Linked DNA regions of Arabidopsis thaliana: region 2 is linked to region 1. A link is a contact called in public capture Hi-C data. All regions are on one chromosome and are shown on one strand. The core of a region is the stretch at or near the end of the contact, and the rest is flanking DNA. Distances in the headings are between cores, read along the strand shown.

What was found. Capture Hi-C pulls out chosen DNA fragments and counts their contacts.
Region 2: a capture Hi-C map of shoot shows a contact between it and region 1, with 3 times the contacts expected there. A contact is called at or near these places in 8 of 26 Hi-C or Micro-C datasets (rosette leaf, seedling and shoot) and 3 of 3 other capture datasets (root, seedling and shoot).

What each region holds. Positions count from the first base shown.
Region 1 is chr3:10,659,665-10,666,480 of TAIR10.1, reverse strand. AT3G28430 (CLEC16A-like protein) reads left to right here and starts at 3,709. Exons shown (of 21, transcript NM_113763.3): 1 at 3,709-4,129; 2 at 4,501-4,552; 3 at 4,626-4,702; 4 at 4,783-4,916; 5 at 5,003-5,099; 6 at 5,180-5,237; 7 at 5,329-5,437; 8 at 5,538-5,661; 9 at 5,814-6,000; 10 at 6,153-6,478; 11 at 6,602-6,690; 12 at 6,770-6,816. The coding sequence starts at 4,077.
Region 2 is chr3:10,704,599-10,711,414 of TAIR10.1, reverse strand. It overlaps AT3G28560 (BCS1 AAA-type ATPase), which reads right to left and starts at 4,319. Exons shown (of 1, transcript NM_113776.3): 1 at 2,824-4,319. The coding sequence starts at 3,812. The coding sequence ends at 3,039. It overlaps MIR5997 (a microRNA gene), which reads right to left and starts at 4,650; the gene lies at 4,507-4,650. It overlaps AT3G28570 (P-loop containing nucleoside triphosphate hydrolases superfamily protein), which reads right to left and starts at 1,010. Exons shown (of 1, transcript NM_001338960.1): 1 at 1-1,010. The coding sequence starts at 902.

The DNA of each region.
Region 1 (6,816 bases), core at 2,460-4,959:
GAAAAACGAAACAAATATTATGTGATATATCCTTTATCCGAATTTGTTTTTTCGATTCTACAGAACCGTGTTTTCAGTATTAAGCTCAAATTGAGCAAACTCATGGACTCATAACTCAAAAAACCCAAAAATAAACATATAAAACCCTAAAGTTTTGATAAATATAATAGATCTAAAATTAGAAAATCACATAAATAGAAACAATTAAAAAAACTTTGTTACAACAATTTACGCAGATGATAAAGTTTTACGACCGTCTTTATATTGTTTTGGAAAAAGTCACGGAAACGATTCATATATATTATGGTGAGCTTTTGCAGTAAATCATATGCTTGTTGTGAACCGAGTGGTAGTTAAATTTTTTTTCTGTCAACCATGATGGTAGTTATTTTTATTGGTTAATTTTGATATTTAAGGATTCTTACAATCTTTTTGGAGTGTGATATTTTTATAACAACAAGATGACAATAGCATTAAAACTGGCATGTTTAATTTGATAAAATTATAAAAATTCATTGGATACAAGGAAGACGCTTAAAAGTTTAATTCCATTATCCAAGATATCTCGATAAACGTCATTTATAATTACTAGCTAGAACTTATTCTTCTTAAAACACTAGTTGCAATTATTAGTCCAAATGATATAGTTGGATTACACACTATCTGCAATCATTAGTCCTAATGATATACTCCATCTGTTCCAAGAAATTTAATGTTTTGAATTTTTAATTTATTCCATTAAGATTAATGTTCTGTAAAAGTATCATCATTAATTTAGTTTGTGACCAATAAAAGAATGAGATAAATAATAATAATATTATTAAACTAACAAAATAATAACTAAAAATATAAAATTTACTTTTTCTTAATAGATGTGCAAAACTCAAAACCTCAAATTCAGAGAGAGTATTTGTTACCAATGAAGTGTAGTGGACACGAAGGTGAAATATCTAATTCATAATACATTATGTATACGTCCTTGAGGATGATCTAAGTGGATTAGGAGAGATAAATTTGCATCTCAATGGAGTTTGTGTATGATCTTTCTTTGCTTAGATTCAAAACCTCAACCTCACTTTTTTTTTTCTTTTTTTTTTGACACAGCCTCAACCTCACTTAATATCAACATATCATGAGAAATGTATATGTCTCACAGTCACAGATTAGCCACCCGTAAACGTTTCTAGTGGAAAGAAAATTCGATTTCTGTATTTCGAAAATTAGTTTAGGCATTGGTCTAGATTTCTAGATTTTCCCTAGTTAACAAAAAAAGAAGAAGCATATATTCATATGTATTTCATATACTTAATAGTTAATACTATTATTGCATATGCGTGCGTGTGGTGTTGTCACCGTAGACCTTTTGTTAGAGCAAATGGGGTTTAGCCGGTTAGGTATGTATGGGTTTGGTATGGTCAAATATGCACTTTTATATAGGAATATTCATGACAAAGTTTAAATAGTTTTTAACTAACCTAACCTATATACGAACACAACTACAATGAAAATGATAGAACCACCATATATTTTGATGTGAATATACCTTAGCATAATCATCTTTCACCCTAGTGGCCTTCGTTTTTCAACAAACGAAAATTTATACTAATGGATTGTGGCTATTACTTAAGTGACATTTTTTATAGATGCACTCAAAAAGTTATAGATTATTCTATTGTAATCACTTTGGTGATAAATGAAATTAGTTACTAATTTAGTATTATTTTAATAAAATATTTATTTGTATACTAAACTACAACAATAGATATATTTTTATTTGGTGGAATCCTTGGTTCTCTTGGTAATTATCTTGGATTCCAAAGTCCAACACTTACCGGTTTAATTTGACTATGTTTTAACCTTTTACTGATAAGTTGCTCTTGGCAATCACAAAATGGGCTTTGCCTTTGGTCGTTTTGGCAAAGATATTCCTTCTGGCTCAAATCAAATATAGAATAACAAAAGACTTATCTGTCTTTTGTGCTCGTATGGTTTGACATAAAAAAATTTTGTTTTAAGGAAAGCTTTTTGTTCCATTGTTGAATTCGAGAGATATAAAAGATTTTTGTTCCATTGTTGAGAAGTGGAGATTGATTTCTAGATTGTGGGAAGGTTGCGGTTCTTCTCGAAAAGGCAAAAACTTTCTCTTGTAAAATCGTTTTTTATTTTAATTTTGTTTAAAATTAAAAATTTTAAAAATCTAGAAGATAAAAATTTGGGACTTAAACCACGCATTCGATGGAATGGGTTTCAATTTTTGTAGAATTAACTTGTAATTTATTAGATAAAATGCTACAAATCAAAAGTTTTGAAATTCAGTACGTCAGATTAGATGTATCGTGGTGAGAAATAATACATGAAATACTTAACTAAAACAAGCTTAACAAGAAAACTTCATGATGTGAAATACAATGGTCAAAACTTCATAACATTTTTAGTCATGCCTTTATAAACTTTTGTATTGTTTTGTTTGATGTTGGCACACAATTGTGGGAGAATCTCAAGAAGAAATAATTCGTTACTTTACTAGGAAATAAACAAATAGAGTGGTCTTCTTTATACTACTAGCTAGTTTAAATCTAAGTAAACGTTTTTGATAGAGTTCTGAGTCATTCCAATCATTTTTTTGCCATTTGTAAATATTATAAGGGAAATTTGCAAGTATAACCTAAAAAAATTTAATAATTTGGAAACTAACACTTCAAAAACCATAAGGTGATATTGTGTATATTATATGTAATAAATACAATTATATCCTCTTCTTCTTCTTTCTTCTGCATGAACATCTTCTCTCTTCTTTCTTCTTTTCTTCCACAACCACCACAACCACCACTACTTTTAAAGCCATTATCGCCGGAAAATCGTATCCGAAGCCACCATCGCCGGAAAATCGTCACCGGAGTCATCATCACCGGAAAATCGTCACCGAAGCTATCATCACCATTGTACTATTCTATTTTGCTGCTAGATTTTTGAAAATTGAAACTTGAGATGATTTCATTTCGTTTAATGATTTTTGTTTGGGTTCCATGTATAGTATCTTAGGGTTTAGTTTTCTTAAATCAATATATATTTGTAATTATCTTTTCGTCACCGGCACCGCCATTGTAGTCACCATCGCCACTGACACCGCCATTGTTGCCGTCACCATCACCACCGGTACCGCCACTGTTGTCGTCACCATCGCCACCGGCACCGCCACTGTTGTCTTACTATCGCCATCGGCACCGTCGCTGTTATCATCACTATTACCATCGGCACCGCCACTGTTGTCGTCACCATCACCATCGGTACTGTCATTGTTACTATTACCATCATCGCCATCTTCGCCACCATCACGCTAGCCAACACTTTTCTCTTTTATTTATGTCCATAAACCGAAAAGAGTGTCAAGGATCACGTCACTCTTCTTCTCTTTTCACGCGCGTGTTCTCATGTTTTAATGAGGAGTTACTTAACTTTTCATCCCTCTCTAGTGTTATTTACTTAGTTTTATATATTAAAATGCTATATTCTTAAATAAATTATCAAACATGGTCATTTCTGCAAATCACCAATGTTATAATGACAACAAACAATTTAGTTTTGTAAATAATAATGTGTATGACGTGGCAGTTGTGAGTCATTGATTATCGAGAAGCCTCTTCTCTAGTCAGAGGGTCCAACGTGAAAAATAAATGTTCCCCTTAAATTAAATTAAATGCGAAAGACGGATCTTTCAATTGAAGATTCTTTCTTTGAATTCGAGATTGAACCCGACCCGGATCCGAATCCGAATCCAAATCCAACGCCAGCTCTCAACCCACATCGGTGCTTCAATTCGCAATTGCCGTCATCAATCTCTGTTGTTTTACCGGAAGAAACATCTAAACAATCATTCGAAAAATTCGAACTTTTTATTCCCCTCGATATACGATTTGATTTTGTATGATTTTGATCCCTGGATCAGAGATTTCGTCAGAGTTTGTGGAATTTGGTTTAATCGACGAGAAGCAATAATGGAAATTGGGTTTTCTCGAGAGTGAAGGATGATCCAGAGAAGAAGACTGGAACTTTCCAAAGGATTGATTTAAACAATCATGTGGCTTTCCTTCTTAAGACCCAGAGATCGATTCTCCTTAGCCGAACTCAGGTTTCTTTGATCGCCTTTGGTTTTACAACAAGTTTCAGTTTTTTTTTCCGATTTATCTCTCTTTTGGTTCATTTGAATTGTGGCTGAGATTATCCTTTGATTGTGGGGGAAAAATGTTTCTTTTAAGGGTGTTTGTTGAATTGGTAGTTTGCAAGTAGTTTGCTAGGGTTGATGATTTGAGTGGTGCCATTGTAGGGAAACTATATAAGTTCATCTTCCCTAGTCTCAGGGGTCAAAGGGACTATGTTGACCATTGTAGGAGAATGATTTGTTCTCAGAAAGTTCATTGTGATCGTAGTGTTACGACATTAGTTGTTATACCAGATGATGATGAAACATAGTAAGTGTTGAAAGTTTTGGTTTTTATATAGGTATTTGACTGACCAGCTGAGAAAGATTCAGATAGTAAACGAGGCTAATAAGGTTAGTGGACATTGTCTTGGCATTGTTGTTTTGTTAGGCTTTGATGTCTGTTTACCGGGTGTCATTTTTGAAGGATCTCGTTATCGAGGCACTGAGATCGATTGCGGAGATATTAACTTATGGGGATCAGCATGACCCCTTATTCTTTGAGTGAGTCTTTTTTGCTAATTATCAGTCAGCCACCTTTGGATTTTTCTTTTGGCATTTGTTAATATTTGCGATTGTTGCAGATTTTTTATGGAGAAACAAGTAATGGGAGAGTTTGTACGTATTTTGAGGGTTAGCAAGACAGTAACAGTTTCTGTCCAGTTGTTGCAAACCATGAGTATAATGATCCAAAACCTAAAAAGTGAACAAGCCATCTGTGAGTTTATCAGATGCAGTATATTTTTCTATGAGAATTCTCATGATTATAGTCTATTGATGATTTTCTTTTGAAACTCCTTGCAGATTACTTGTTCAGTAACGAATATGTAAACTATTTGATAACATATACATTTGACTTCCAACACGAAGAGCTTCTATCTTACTACATATCCTTCTTAAGGTAAATTTTCCGGCTGATATCTTGGCTTCAGGAAGTACTTACCGATTGTGTCTTTTAACTGTTTTGTTTGTTTTATGTAGAGCTGTTAGTGGGAAGCTGAACAAGCATACAATATCGTTGCTTTTGAAGACCGAGAACGTGAGTATTCTTGTTGTTTCATGTTCCTTTAACTTTTATATTCCTTTATGGATTTTTCTGCCTTATTTTAATTCTGCGTTTCTGCGTCTAGGATGTAGTAGTTTCTTTCCCCCTTTATGTCGAAGGCATACAATTTGCATTTCATGAAGAGAACATGATACGCACTGCAGTTCGTGCCCTGACTCTTAATGTATATCACGGTCAGTCACTTCTAATAGTTCTTTAGATTTGTCACTTGTATGATAAAAGTAATCAGAACCTTTAGCAACATTTCTGATGCCTTTAATTTGTTTTTTGCAGTTGGCGATGAATCTGTGAATGATTATGTAGTTAGTCCACCGCACACCGAGTACTTTTCAAAATTAATTTCATTTTTCCAAAAGCAATGCATGGATCTAAGTGCAATGGTCTTGAACACTCTAAAGTAAGATTCAGTGCAATTTCATTTCCCAGGGAAATAGCTTGTAAAATTGATAATAAGTTATCACAACCCCTTTTCATCTACCTACTTATTTTGTTTGTGTATGATTTGGATAAATTGTATTCTGAAAGATTTTCATTTAATCTTTGCTACAGAAGCCCATCTCCGGATTCAGGTGGAAAATTGTTTTCTGCCGTTGATGGGATTGAGGACACCTTGTACTACTTTAGTGATGTTATCTCTGCTGGCATACCTGATATCGGGAGGCTGATAACAGATCACATTCTGCAGCATCTAACTCTCCCACTTCTTCTCCCGTCTTTATGCTCCGAGGCTGTAAATGTACCAAATATCACCTTTTCCTCTTAATTTTATTTTCAGGGTTGACTTATTTGTTCCTTTGGGATTTTGTTTTTTTTACCCTTGTTAGGTTTGACTTTTTGCCAGAGTTCTATTTTTAGTTCACTAAAGTATTGATTTTGTGGTTATTTCAGGACATATCAGTTGATCCTGTCACTTCTCTTTATCTGCTTTCATGCATCCTGCGGATAGTTAAAATCAAAGATTTGGCAAATATGACTGCTGCTACTCTTTTCTGCCCTGTAAAAGCATTCATTTCAAGTTCCCTAGTGAAACCTAATAGCAGCTTGGCTCCTGAAGGCCTTACATATGTAAATGGGCATCCAGACAAGGGTGTTACTGAGGAGGCAAATCAACAGTGTTCAAGCACTGCGGCAGGCATGAGTGACGATGGAAATTCCCACTTATGCAGTGAAGATACTCCGAAAAGTATCTTCAACAATTCTCATATGACGTTTAGGTAAAGTGTTAGCAAATAAGACCTTGAATGAAGTTGGGATAGTTGCTGTCTTAGTATTGTCCTTTTTTTTTTTTTTACTATTAAGCTTATGTGTTTTTTTATTTCTTTTTTCTTTGTAAATAGGGAGACTTTACTTCAATATATTTCTGAAGGAGATGATGTACAAGCTCAGGGTTCCTTGTTTGTGCTAGCCACTCTGCTGCAGACAAAAGGTATTGGCAGTGGCATTGTCATTGTGCAGATTCTTCTTGCCTTTTCTGGTATTGACGTCTTAAATTCTGATTTTGGTAGAACTTGAAGAGTCAATGCTAGATGCTTTTGGCATTCTTCCTCAGCGT
Region 2 (6,816 bases), core at 3,070-5,569, 44 kb before region 1:
TCAATCACAATGATAGACTTATTAGTCGTAGCTATCAACAGCTTCTTCAACTCCCAGTTGTTCCCTATCGAAGTTAACTCAAGATCATAGATATTATACTTCATAAGATTCGCCATAGCCGCGATCATCGTAGACTTACCCGTCCCTGGAGGTCCATACAACAAGTAACCCCTCTTCCAAGCTTTCCCAATCCTATCGTAATACTCTTTACCATCTCTAAACGCCACAAGATCTCTGAAAATCTCATCTTTCTTGTCAATATCCATAGCCAATGTATCAAACGTTGCGGGATGCTCGAACTCAGTGCAAGTCCAAAGACCTTTCATACTTGTTTTCCAATTCAAACTCGGATTATTCATCAACACCATCACTTTCTTCTTCCTCGCCTTAATCGATTTCCCTTCTTCAACAACGTAGCGTAAGTAAGAACCAGTCACAACATCCCAATTACTTCTATGAAAAGTAAGCCTACAGATTTTCTTCCCTTTAACACATCTAAAGATCTCCCACCACATCTTCACACCTTCATACTCCTCTTCTATCTTAACATCGTCTCGTTTCAAATCCAAAGACATGTTCTCTTTAACCTGATTCCCTTTGAGATTCTTCACTTCAGAGTTAACTTTTGCACCAAGGTAGGTCTTCACAGCTGCAAAAGCGTAGTTGTATCTATACCCTTCGATTTCACGGAATCTGATGTAAGCGTAAGGTGAGAAGAATTCGAGGATCTTGTCTGAGAGCCTCTTGAAAATTGGTATTCGTTGGATTGCATTGAAGAGAAGTTGCTGAATCTGTCGAGGGAAGTATCTCTTGAGAGTTGACCAGACGAAGAACAGACCCGCCACGTTTGATCCAATCCTCGTTAGGTTTTCTGCAAACATCGGCTTCACGATCGATCTCATTAAGATTTCAATAACTGGTTTCTTGTTTTTAATGGATATGAAGATTCGACCAAAAGAAAAAGAATATGAAGGGTTTTTGATCTTCTCTCGATTTGGTTTTAGGTCATAATCTTTGTTCTTGTTGTGGCGATCTCTCTCTGTTTCTTTATGTAGTTGTCTTCGTAGTGATTGATGATGTGGAAGTTTCTTTTTGTTTTTGCTCTTTAGTTATTTTGTATTATTCATTTACATATTCCTTTTAGAAATAGGACATTTGCATTATTACTTAGTATTAGTGTAATATACTGTAATTAACGAAATCTTCTTCCATTTTCCTTAATTTAGAAAGAATTTTCACACTTTCTTTTTTATTTAATGGAAATTTCTCAATTTTTTTAATTTCTTCTAAAACTAGAAATCTTCAAATTTCTATTTTTCCTTGATAACCAAGTTTTCTATAATAAAAAAAGTATACTGGTGTAAATTTCATGTCCTTTTCAGCTTCTTGGGATTTGACTGAAAATATAATTCAAAGATTTTGATATATTTGCTTTAATAATAGAGATGATACTATGGGCTTTGATCTTTGAAGTTACGTCATATAGGGGTATGGGGACCAATTTCTGGCTAAAGAAAATTAAGTTGCATTGTAAATTGTTCCAACATTTCAAATAATCAGTTAATATATACATATATATATATATAACTTTATCCTAGATCAATTTATATCCATCACACAAATATAACTATGTAACCTAAAAAATCACACCAAATTTATAATATTTTTTAAAAAAATTCTTATGAACACACTTGCACTAAATATCTTTACTCCTGATCATAACTTCATGAGATTAGAAATCTTTGTCAGCAGTGGAGTGGAGATGATTTTGAACAGGAAGAAAGAAGTACTTTGTTGTCACACCAAAAACAGTCCTTTGTGATAGGACTGAGAAGATGATTTCTTGTGGGACAAGTTACCAATACCATCTTTCATATCTTCAAAGATTCGCCTCAAAAGAATCTTTTGGTGATCCATTTCATGTCCATACGTTTATTAATTGGTATTTCTTTTCTATTATATAAGGACAAGAAAATACATAATATACAACAAGACTAGTATAGTAGTCTAGTATGGGATAAGTCGTATTACCATAAGTTATTGAGTAGTTGTTGTTCGTATTTACTCTGGTTTCTATTCGTTACTAAGAAAGTAATTTGAACTGAAAAATCCTTAAAATGTTACATTAGTTTTTTTAATAAATTCATGAAATTCATTTCGAGTCATGGACATTGAACAATACACAAACTAAAGGAAGATTTTATAGTACTCACACTTCTTTAAGATTGTAGCTATACTAGATTTTAACCCGCGGTGTACCGCGGGAACAATTTATTTTTTAAAGTTAGTATATATAAAAGTTTACAAATTGTATCTATCTATAAAATATTTTTATTTTATAGTTTACAAATGTTATTAAATAACGTCCTGCCAAACCCGTCCCGTAAAAAAACCCATTTATTTTATTAATGTTGATCTTATTTATGATATGTTTATGAATCATTGTCTAAATATTTTGTAATTTTGTAGTAATTAAATGCTATCAAATTATATCTCTACGCTTTGATGATTATAATCGAATTGTTATAGTCATGGAGAAAAGCAATATTAAAAATGATAATTTTGTTGTAATTAAATGATATTAAATATTTTGGAAGTTTTATTTTAGTAAATAATCGTGTAGTTAATGTGGAGAGATTTTAGGAAGATTGTTAAATGTCAAATATTTAATTCGAAGATTTTCTTTATAATTATCAAAAACAAACATTAAAATCCAGTGGCAGCCATCGTAAATAAGTCTCAACTACATGATTTATTTCACAAAATGACTGCAAAAATGTATATATAGATGGTTTTAGGAAAAATTAGAGACATTATATATTTGTTACCATTACCAAGAAAAAGCATTTAAAACATGTTCTAAGATAGAACTTAAAATATCCAATTAGCAAATAAACTAAAAACATCAAGAAACATTCCGATCATAATCCTAATTGATCTAGCATCAAGCAAACTCTGATCCTTCTTCGTAGTTTTCTTGTAGTTGAAGAAATGAATCAAACGTCACCGTTTACATCAGCTTCCTTCTGATTATGGCTTCAATTTCTTCTTCTCTGCATTCTCTGCTTTCTTCTTCTTCTTCCAAGCTTCCTTCTCTGCTTTGTTCTTCTCTTCTTCCTCAGTAATCTTCCTCGCTTTCTCCTTCTCTTCTTCCAAGCTTCCTTCTCTGCTTTGTTCTTCTCTGGATCCATAGCGAAAGTCTCCAAAGTTGCAGGATGATCAAAAGAAACGTTGCTCCAGTTTGTTCCTAATCTCCAAGAGATCCACTCATGACTCGAGTTATTAGTGTAAAGCTTCCTTTCTCTCTTCTTCAACCCAATCTCTTTCCCTTCTCTCAAAACATGATCAAGATAAGTCGTTGTGATCATCTCTCTATGCCGACTATGGAAACTCAAAGTCAAGTACCTTCTCTCCGCAAAACCCTTATCACGGTTCGTACTAGACTGATTCTGGTTCTCTCTCACGCTTGAAGACCACTTCACCTTCACACCTTGAAACACATCTTCAACTGTCTCGTGATCATCCAAACTAAGCACCAAAGATTTGCTTTTTTTAGACTCGTTGGCCTTTAATCTGTTTCCAAGAGCTGTTGATTTCGTGGACAAGTAGTTGTGTATGGTGTCAAACGCTTCACTTTTCTCAAGACCTTCTCCAGAATACTCGTTGAACTTTATGTGAACAGAATTCGAAACCCATCCCATCAACTTGTAAATGTATTTCTCAATGTGGACTTGGTTGTACATCGCCCAGAAGAACATAAGGCTCGTCATCGTTGAGCCTGTGAAACCCCAAATCGATCCGGTCTCAAGCATCTTTGTGTTTGCTTGTGCCCCACGAAACTCTCTCTGCTTTCTGTTTCTTATGAGACTTGTCAAGTTTTGCTCTGTTTTGGCTCACATCGCTTCTAAACCACTCACTCTCTATTTATCTTACTCTTGTTTTAATTTTTGAGTGTCTCAAAAATGCCACGAAATTTATTGTTATTTTGATTAAAAAAAAAAATCTTTATAATACAGTGAAATTAGGGTTTGTTCGTATACATATTTTTCGTTCTTGAGTACGAATTTGACTAAAAAGTATTCAAAGATTTTTGTTTATCTGCTCATGAAGATGCTATGAGCTTGAAGCTAGGTGTGGGGACCAAAATGATTCTGAGTTCTGACCACAATTATAGAGCAAGCAGCAAAGTGTGCAGTGTAAAAATAAAGTGGTGATGTAAAAGTTTTGGTACTGAAAATTCATTTATTTTATAGACAGAGAGATTTGTTCCATCAATATTAAACTTGTAAATTTTATAGACAGAGAAATTGGTTATGGAATTACTTCCTTTTTGTTGGTAGAAAATTTAAGAGCCTTTGAAGCTTTAGAAATGGGTATTCAATTATTCATAAAACTTCATGAAGTTGCTGAAGCTTATATGTTCCATAGTCCCTTACTCTTTTTTTTTTTTTTTGGATATCAAGAAAACCATTCGATATAGATTAGACCCATTCTCTAGATCTCAACAGGTTTCCTCCTCCTTCTTTCTATTTAGCTACTTGGTTTCAATTGTTTCAAGCCTAGGTAAGCATATGTAAAAAAGAGACAATTGAAACCAAGTAACTAAATAGGAAGAAGGAGGAACAACCTGTTGAGATCTAGAGAATGGGTCTAATCTATATCGAATGGTTTTGATCTATGCTCCTGCAACATGTTGCTCTCTCTCTTCTGATCTTGTTGGGCCTGTGGTCTTGTTGCAGGTCCTGTCATTTTCCTTTGTTGGGTCTGGCCTTTGGGCTTTGTATTTTTTTTTGTGATTACTGGAAATTTATGAATTAAAAAAGAAAAGCTATCAGAATAATATCAGGACTTACGTGATTGCAAAGGTTTGATGCCTTGCAGTCTTGTATCCAACAACAAGTGAATCAAACGCAGCCGTTTTGTTACACTTTCTTCACTTAGGGTTTCAAAATATTATTTTATAAAATTGATGTAAAAAGATAAATGATTATAAATTGACAATGCTAGGAGAATTAACAAACAAAAATATTTGCAATACTTAGAATGATAAACATTGTTTTTTTGAGTTTTTCAGTTGATAATCTATATTCCGTAAAAAGTGAACGTTATCACTCATTAGTTTATAAAGAAAGAAAGAAAAAACACTTATAACTTTGAGTAAGAAATTATGACAAAATGCAATCAAATATTTTTTTTCTCTTGAAATTGGTTTAGTTCTAACATTCACTCTTTAACAATTAAGACTTCAATTGAAAATGCAATATCCAACTATTTTGCACACACTTCTGTATCCATTTCTTTTGTTATTAATATAAGAACGCATGTGGATTAGAGGATTAAAGGTATTACCTTCACTGTTCCAATCATTTTTATATTTAAATATGATTTCGTTAATAACATAATATCAAACTTGTAGGGTTAGAAAAATAAAATTAACCCTCTATTTTTGGGTGATAAATTAAATATTTATAAATTCGACGTCAATAGATCATTTTTAAATTAGTCCACTTAAATGTATAGTGTGTGATACTTTTTTGGTAATAAGCTTGGTTGACACGTTATCTATTCTCTATTAATAGGTTGTTTTAGCACATAATTTATTTTTGTTAACTAGTTAGTAATTTTTTTGTATTGAGTTTTGAAATTCAAGAAACAAGTACATAGTTTTCTTAATAATTATGGAATGAATTATCAAAGTTGACTTTGATCAGTCCTGTAATTTTTAATTTTAAACCCATGTATTTGCAGTTATAATACTTTCGAATGATTGGTTGTTGCTGGGATGAATTATTAGTCACCAATAATTATTTGAACATGAGGACAGAAAGACAATACATCGGCTCATCGAAGATACGTCGAAAATAAGGTTCCCCAAGAAAAACTCTTACTGTCATTCCCTATGCATGACTTGAGAAATCCGTAGGATATCTGTAACGCTTTTTACCCCAAATCAATTTACCGCAAGTGCACGGTAACAATTGCAGTAGTAATTTAGGATCGAGTTTACAGGAACCAAGCAATGCAATGTGAATAAAGCTAAAATAAACAAGAGTTTTCAATATTCAAGGTGATAAAATAAAATATAACAAAAAGCATTCAATAAACGCAAATCATCAAGGAATTATGAAATAAATTTATATTAATTATGAGAAGCTTTTAGAACCGTTCTTGAATTCAAAACACAATTGTAAAGTTATCCTGGTTTCGTAATAGCAATTATCTAAGTAATGAAATTCCTAACAACTAAAATGTCGTTTGTCAATAAAAATTCAAGTAAGCATTATGCGCAAGTTTGATATGTTGATAAAACACCTTAACGACAACTTTGAAGGCTAAGGAAGTAATGTCCACCTAAAATAGGTCCATGGTTTCAACAACACTTTTTGGTGCCACTGTGAATTCGATTGAAGCTGTGATCAAACTGGCCTAATTCAACCAGATTGAAGTAAAATTTTAGATGAAGATCAATCCTATAGAAGATGAAGTATAATCTTCGGATTCGTTTTTACTAGGTTTATTATATGTATAAGTACAACTAATCTTTTTTAGATATATACTTGTATTTCGGATATTTTCGGCTATCTTCGGATCTTGGGTTCTTCAGGTACAAAGGTTCTAGTACTATTCAAGTATTTTTTTAAATCGGTTTGAGTTCAGTTCGAATATTTTTTGGATCGATTCGGTTCAAATATTCGGTTCAAATTGAGTCTTGAACCACTTTCGAAGAACACTCAGAGCTGAGGCATAACTAGTCCCTCGAGAACTAGCTTTTTGTATAATCATGTTGTTCTATTGGCTTGAGCGTCAGAGAGTACT